2 separate regions of the Lactuca sativa genome follow, and region 1 is linked to region 2. The links are chromatin contacts, called in public Hi-C maps. All regions are on one chromosome and are shown on one strand. Each heading gives the region's core, a stretch centred on a gene start, on an enhancer-like site or on the middle of the called end of the contact. The rest is flanking DNA. Distances are from core to core; before and after follow the strand shown. Region 1 holds the start of LOC111906564 (protein PSK SIMULATOR 1). Region 2 holds the start of LOC111906568 (enolase).

Region 1 (4,488 bases), core at 1,700-4,199, 160 kb after region 2:
AGTTTTTTCCAGAGTATAGTTTATAGTTTGTATATGATTTTAGACTATAATTTTGTCATTTTTGAGTTATTATTCATTGACTTGTAGTCCTTCTATTTCAGATTTATTTTTATATTTTGTGAAATTTTAAAAATACATATCTAATTCGTTTGAAGTCGGATTACCATGGGGTTTTTTAGACTATAATTTTGTCATTTTCGGTTTCATATTCATTGACTTATAGTCCCCCAAAGTCGGGATATCAATGCTGTGAATTTTCTGTTTTTCAGCTTTATTTTTATGTTTGTGAAATTTAAAAAATACATATCTAATTCGTTTGAAGTCGGATTATCGTGAGGTTTTCTTCAACGTGTAGTTTAGAATTTGTACATGATTTTAGACTATAATTTTGTCATTTTTGGTTTAATATTTAATGACTTAGAGTCCGCCGAAGTTAGGATATCAAAGTTGAAATTTTTTGAAGTTCAACCACTTAGTAATTACCAAAAATATCCATATTTCCCAGGTTTTTCGGTTGTAGACTCACTTTATCCGGTTCCACCTGACACACTTTAATGTTTCCGGGTTTTCCGGTTCTAGACCTACTTTATCTGGTACCTTACCCGGAACCAAACTGGAACCGATTCCTATATACCAGTCCGGTTTCTGGTCCTGCAAAATCTCGTTAACCGATTCCCGAGTTTTATGGTTCCGGGTTTGGACCCACACTCATTCCTAGTTCGCGGTGTCATGTCGTTGTTGCATAGTAATTCAATAGGACTGGTATCAATAACACCAAATACTGAAAATCGATTTGGGGAATTAGGACCAGACCGGTTCTGATATATGACCGACTATATGCTCATTGCTAATGTTAGGCACGCTAATTTTTACTTTATAAGTTATCTCCACTTGTTTATCAAGAGCTAACTTATATGCTAGTTAAGCTATGATAAATTATTTATGTTGTCTCCCATCGAGCACTAATTTTGTGTTTATTTTCTATTTATTTTTTTGGAAAAAATCTTTTGAGAACTTATATATGTATATGGGAACATATTTACGTTTGTACATTATCACAGAATGTTTGTTTTTTAGAAGACTATAAATGTCAAATCGTCTTGGTGGCATTTTTATCAAAAAGACAAGGATCAAAGCATGCAAATGGGAATATGTAATTATTTAATCAAAACTTCTTTTTGTCTTTGGTTTGTATATTTCGATGCAAAATGCTACATGGTCTAGCTGAATACATATATAAATATGACCAATTAACCATATATATTAAGTATGTTGATCATACAAGATATTATTCCAATTCATTTTGTCATTAACATTTAAAGCGCAACAAATATTGATCAATGTTATAAAATATAATTATTTAAATTTTAGTATTGAAAAACTATTTTAATTTTAAAAAAAAATCAGTTTATTTATATTTTAATTTGTTTTAATAGATTATAGACGTTAAAAAAAACAAACATTTTTCTTGCAGACCGCAAATATTTGGTTTATCTTTTTTTTTGAAGTCTGACTACATACATATTACCTCTTAAAAAACAAATGACAGCTAAATTACAATAAACTCAGAAATTAAATTAACTTATAAACGAGCTATACACCTTAAACATAAACTAATATTGAACATAGATTTAAAGAGGACTTCATTGAAATACTTTTTCTAATGGCTAAAAACCAAATATGATCATATACAATAACATTTAAAACCTGACTAAAAATAATTTCACAACAATACAAACCAAATGATGCACAAACAAGGGCACATTGCATTATAAACAAACACCTAAGTATAAGTTTATATAAAATTAGCAGATTTGTTATTATAAGTATAACTTTCTATAAAATTATATGAAAGCACTTTAATTTGAAAAATTATAATAAATAGACATAATATATAAGTTGAGTTTAATATTGTTTCTCCAAAAAGAACCCTTGGATGGAAGGACTCCATTCTTCCCACTTCAATCTTCAACATATGGAAATAGATCCCTACCAACTCATATTTTTTTAAACAAGTTTTGATGTATATACTAAAAGTTGAGAGGAGAGAGAAAAAAAAATTGAGAATTAGAAGACTTCAACGTACATAAAGATATATAAAACACCATCCCACTAATATGAGACATATTAACAATAAATCCTTTATGCTGAATCGAAGCTTAAAAAGATTTATAAAATATTTTTACAAATAGATTCGGATATTAATAGAAATTCATTAAGGTTCTTAAAATCATTTATATACAATTGTATCACATAACTCTACAGCTCATCCAATAGTCCCTACTCCCAATGGTCCAAACGAATATCAATCTTTTTTCCAAGTCAAATGATCAATAAAAAGAAAATGGTTAATGATGGTTATAATAAGTAAAATCAAATCATTATTCCCGACAAGTCAATTTTTGGTCCAAAAGAAAGACAAAAACACATATGATAAATTCTTAATTTCTAGAACTTTGACATAGTAAAACAAATATATTGTTGTATAACATTCGGCCGGAATTTACAACATCGAGGACAACAATATACCAAGTAGTCTTTGTTTCATCCAAATGGACAAAAACGTAAGGGGAAAAAACATCTTACAACTTGTGATTGGAATTTCAATTATAATTGAAAGAAAATAGTTTAAATGTTTTAAAAAATCATATGGTATGGATACAATTGTTGGTTTTTGTCAAATCTATTATATCATAGCGAAACTATTATCTTTTATATGAATTTGAATTGATTTTATGGTAGGTAAAATATTTTAAATCTATTATATCATAAACAAACTATTACTTTTTTAAAGTATTTCATTGATTTTGTATAGCATCCTTTTAATTGAATAATTATTGTTTTATATATTATCGACGTTGAAAATCATAATAATGCCTCTACACGGCGTCGTTTGCTAACATATCCCCTGAAGATCCGGTTAACAGATAAGTTCATCGAATCCACCGATTTGGGTCGCATTTATATCGAGTCCTTTTCAGTTTTAGCTCACGTTTCTGTTGCGCCTCTCACAACAGAAAGAAACCCATCCCACCTGTCTCTCTGCGGTTCTTCTTCGCAGGTCAATGTTGCTTCGAACATCTCCGCAGCTCTGGTTCTGAATTCTATGTGAGTTTTCTTGTTCGACACCCAGGTTTTACCTTGCATTATCGATTCAAATCTGTAACATGTAATGAAATTGCGTGTGGGTCTTGATAGAAGAAAGGATTATCTGCATTTGCTCAATTTGTTTAGCTTCTGTTGCTTCAAATGCAAAATTAGAACAATTCGTAGTGAAGTTTCTCGTTTCTGCTTACGAATTCTTTGCGTTTTTTTGTTTCAAGTCCCCCTTTAGTTGTATAATCGATTCGAATACTTGGATTCTTGTGAAATTTCAAGTGGGTGTCGATATAAGATTCGATCTTTCGCATTTTCTCAAATTTCTAATTTCCCTTGCTTTAATTTGTTGTGACTTTTTCTTGTTTCTGCTTCCGAATTGTTATTTTGTTAGTGAGTTTTCTTCCTGGAAACCAAGATAATATGTTGTACCATCAACTAAAATCTATGATTTGCTGTGAAATTTCATGTGGGTGTGGTAAAAGAAACAATTTTTTGCGTTCTCTTGATGTGTTTAATTTATGTTGCCTCAAATGCTGAAGTAAATCAATTTGTTGCGACACTTCTTGTTTATGCTTATAAGTTGTTTGTGGGTTTTCTTGATTCAAACTAGACCATGTCACCAACCATGATGATCCAAATCTGTATTTTTTTTTCATGAAATTTTATATGGGCATGATGGAAGAAAATATATTTTATCAATTTTTCAATTTGCTTAGCTTTTTGTCTCTTCAAATGCCGAATTAAACCGAGGTTTTGACTTTTGATACCAAAATTTTCAAGATTTGTACAAAGTGTTATGAAGTTCGATTCTTTGATCTTTTAAGGGTCAAATGAGTTAGCTTTTCAACTTTAAAATTGATTAGTTTCTTGAAAATCTTGTTGTTTCTTTAGCAGGATAATTGAATATACACCACGATTTTCTCTAAGATCAATTGTAAAGCATGGGGATCGAAACAATGGAGTCATCATGGTTTAATACTATCTGGAAATCTTCACGGAAACCCACAATCCTGGAGCCCGAAAGACCCTTAATCGGGATAATGTCATTTGAAGTCTCCAGATTAATGACAAAAGTTGCTAATTTATGGCAATTCCTAACCCATAAACAAATGACCTGGTTACAAGACCAACTCAGTAACTCACTTGGAACTCAGAAGCTCGTTTCAGATGACCACAATTACCTCATGGAGCTTGCACTACTTGAAATCCTAGACAACATCAAGTGTGTGGCTCAAGCCGTGGCTAGGCTCGGGAAAAAGTCAATGGATCCAATTTACAATAATCTTGACCACATTTTCGATAATCCTATGGAGATTGATGTTAATTGGTGTGGGTGGGAGTATAGATTGAAGAAAATGGAGAAACGGGTCAAAAAAATGAAGAGATTTA
Region 2 (4,229 bases), core at 557-3,056:
GTGTGTAATTCACATGTTTATAGAGAAACATGTTTTAAAAAAAAATGTACCTTTAAGTTATGGTATACTTCAACACCCATTTTCATGGCTTCCTTGAAACTTGAAGCACCAGTTGGAAGAATCATGAATTCCTGCATAGCAAGCTTGTTTCCAGCATGTGATCCACCATTGATGACATTGAATGCAGGTACTGGTAATACTAGTTTCTTGTTTCCAGCCAAGTTTGCAATATGCTGTGAGAAGTTTTTAAATCAGATATTAGATATTGTTTTTTATTTGGGAAATGTAATGTTTGTTACCTTGTAAAGGGGAATGTTTTTGACACTAGCACCTGCTTTGCAGAGTGCAAGAGACACTGCTAGAATGGCATTTGCTCCAAGCTGTAAGCAAGAAAGTAGATCATTTATAAATATGAAAATAAATAAATAAATTTAAGATTTGAAAGTTGAGAGTATATTACCTTTTGCTTGCACCAACCCCACTCATTTTTAGTTCCATCAAGTTCTTGAACCATGTAGTTGTCAATACCAGTTTGATCAGTTGGATCCTGTAATTTGAACATATATGTTTAGATCATGTATGTTGCTACTTCAAATGATGATATTTAAATTGATATTGAGGGGAAAGAGTGAATTGATGAAACAAACCTTGCCTACAATAGCAGGTCCGATTATGGTGTTCACATTGGAAACAGCCTACTCATAGAATGTAAAAGTTAGTTTATAGTGTAAAAAATAAAGAAAAGCATCAATCCAGATTCCAGAGTATTATCTTACCTTGGAAACACCTTTTCCAAGGTAGTCTGAGCCTCCATCTCTTAGTTCAAGTGCTTCATAGATGCCTACAAGACAAAATTAATGTGCATTTGTTATTATTACATCTGAAATTCTAGCAAAACATTATATCTGCTTGCAGATTAAATGCATGATTGTCTACTGTCAACACCATTGATATACGATATCAAAGGGCTGTACTAAACAGCTTTGAACCAAGTATGATAAAAAGTAAAAAGATATGCATAGATCGATTCAGGGAAAACATTTTGAGAAAAAGTTGGTAGATCTTACCAGTGGATGCCCCACTGGGAACAGCAGCTCGGTGCCATGTACCATTTGATAGTGCAATATCCACCTATATCACAGAAATATTAACATCCGAATTTCAGGAAAAGTAACTAATTAGGGATCAATCAGGATATGAAACACCGTTTCTAGATTATGATTTAATATGAACGTCATCTGTAGATTAATATACTTATGCTTCTTTTTCACAATTAGACATATGCAGTTGACGTCAAAATTTGATATAAATTTAAATATCTACTCAAAGTATAAAAATGTAACGCTCCGATTCATAGCAAAACTAATCTTGTAGAATCAGAGCATTGATCCATATGCTATATCAATAAAATTGATCTAAAAGGAACCAAACCACGATTACTCAGTTATCGCTTTAGTTAATCTCATTCATAGCAAAACTAATCATAAAAACGACGATAACTGTTTCAAACAAAAACCTAACGTTAACTTAAACCGTAATCATAATTGGAATAGAGATCAGCGATTGGACATTTCAAAACGATGTTAATTCATAAGAAAACGGTGAAATACCCGATTAAGAACCCAAATGGATTTACGAAGGGAAACAAACCTCGACGGTAGGGTTGCCTCTGCTGTCGAAGATTTGTCGTGCTTTTACTTCCTTAATGGTGGCCATATTCGCTTCTTCGTTGAGATTAAGATGCAGAAAGAGAGAAATATAAGGAGGAGAAGTGTGAAATGTGAGTGAGTGAACGCCATGTATTTGTAGGTGGTTGAGGAATTTATAACCTCCCGTGATGAAAAAGTCGCGAGAATAATACTCGCTCCGAAATAGAAGAATATCAAATCCTTCTATTTATGGGTTTTTCTAAAAAAATTTAACTTTTGAAACATTCATTTCATTTTCAAGTTTATACATGTGTTGGTTATTTTTAAGTTTTATAAAATTACTGATGGCTTGTAAAAAATTTTATAAAAAAACTATTTCATCCCATTTTAATTTATTAATTATGTGATAATTTAGTGAAAGTTTTTGGGCGTCTTTTACATAGAACTTATAATAGCTTTTGAGAGTTTTTAATAAAAAACATGAAAAAAAAAAAATGTTTCGTTAGACAACAATAGTTTTTACCTTTTATTTTAAATTAAAAATTAAAAATTCAATAACTACTCTAAATAACTTTTATACGAGTTTTTAGCTTTTAAAAAATTTTAACTTGTTTTTAATTAATTTTATACGTTTAAAAGCTAACAACTATTTTTTTTCCAAAAATTTATATATAAATAAAAACTACAACTTCCACCTACTAACTATCAAATTCTAGCTACCAATTTTTTTTAGTAATGACAGAAAGATATATTAAAAAACAAAACTAGCAAGAAACTAACACAAAAAGGTCTAAACCATTACAAGAACACAAGAGTTGAGTTTTGAAACCACAACATCCGATCAATAGATAGTTTAGACCTATTACAATACCAAAGATAAAAATGAAAAACAATGCTATTGAAAATAGTACTCTTTTTTGGTATATCTTTACAAAAAAACAACCCTATTTCGAAACATCCATAAAAACCACCATGCAACAAAGAACATCCCTTCCATAACATCTTTCAAATTCTTCCACATTCTGGTGTTACCAAACCAATCAGACCAATCAATAGTAGAGTTAAAGTCATGCTCCTCCAAACCCCACCACTTCAAGATTCTATGAATGACTCCATTAGCAACAAAACAAGAAAAGAACACATGATTAACTAATTCCACTCCATCATTATAGACAGGGCATAAAATCGATTGAATCTCCAAGCCTTTCAAAGATAAATTATGTCTTGTAGGTAACCTATCCAAAAACATTTTCCAATAGAAAATATTTACTTCAATAGGAATCAAACACATCCATCTAGTAGCATTACCACCCGAACCCAAAGTAGCAAAGTCCACCAAATTCCAAGCATAAGAAACTGTATAATTACCTGAGGTATCTAAATCCCAAACCCATTTATCACGATCCCAGTTAACAGAAATTGATGAAAGAGTGGAATTTAAACCAACCAACTGGTCAGACTTTGCTCCACCTAAACAAGAACGACGAAAAGAATCAACAATCAAATTACTGTTGCATTTAACCGCAACAAAGACTTCCTTATTACTCTCTAGGGAAAATAACTGCGGTAATCGATCTTTAAGAGGTGTTTCTCTAACCCACACATCCAACCAAAAAAATTATTAACGCCATTACCAATCAATTTCTTGCAATAACCAAATAAATCAACACCTTTCTTACGTAAAGCATAGGAGGCACGGATAATATCAATCCAAACTGAGTGTCGATTAGATCTGATATCAGAATCCAAGAGACCATGAACCCCATGAATAGCTTTAATAACACGCATCCATAAAGAATCAGGAGAAGACTGAAACCTCCATATCCATTTGAAGAGAAAGGCTCTATTCAAAGCAAAAAAACTACCCACTCCCAAACCACCATGAATTTTCGCCATCAACACCTTCTCCTAAGCCACCCAAGCAATCTTCCTTTCATCTTTCCTAATGCCTAAAAAAAAGCATTCCTCAAAGCTTCCAATTAACAAGAATACCAGAAGGGGCCTTGAGCAACGACATATAAAAATTAGGTATAGAACCTAAAACTGATTTAAGAATAGTGAGACGACCGCCAACTGAAAGAGTATCGATCTTCCATTTAGATAATCTCGACTCAATCTTTTGCACCACAATATACCACGAATGGGGTCTATTCATAGAGCCACCCACCATCAATCCAAGATAAATAAAAAGAGTCTTAAAAGTTGCACAACCAACTAAAGAAGACACCATCTCAACTTCATCAAAAGGAACACCAACTCCCAAAAGACGAGATTTGTTAATATTAATCTTTAACCCATAATCCAAGAAAAAACACTGCAGAATAGTGACAATGCTAGAAAAAATCTCCACTTTCCAATCTCTAATGAAAATCACATCATTCGCGTAAAAAAGGTGAGAAATTAGGAAATTAGGTTTAATGGCAAGAGGCGAAAAAATCCCTCTGCCATAGCACGAGAAAAATCAATATGCAAAGTCTCCATCACCAGAATAAAAAGAAAAGGAGAAAGAGGATCTCTTTGTCTTAACCCTTTATAAAACTGGAACTCTTCCGTAGGGCTACCATTAATTAAAACAAAACC

What was found. Hi-C and Micro-C count contacts between places; a contact is called where the count stands out from the background.
Region 1: a Hi-C map of leaf shows a contact between it and region 2, with 5 times the contacts expected there. The contact joins the promoter of LOC111906564 here to the promoter of LOC111906568 in region 2. A contact is called at or near these places in 3 of 4 Hi-C or Micro-C datasets (leaf and seed).

The regions. Positions count from the first base shown.
Region 1 is chr1:63,148,468-63,152,955 of Lsat_Salinas_v11, forward strand. LOC111906564 (protein PSK SIMULATOR 1) reads left to right here and starts at 2,950. Exons shown (of 2, transcript XM_023902314.3): 1 at 2,950-3,108; 2 at 3,991-4,488. The coding sequence starts at 4,041.
Region 2 is chr1:62,986,408-62,990,636 of Lsat_Salinas_v11, forward strand. LOC111906568 (enolase) reads right to left here and starts at 1,807. Exons shown (of 12, transcript XM_023902318.3): 1 at 1,651-1,807; 2 at 1,068-1,131; 3 at 777-841; 4 at 648-695; 5 at 461-547; 6 at 300-380; 7 at 51-233. The coding sequence starts at 1,716.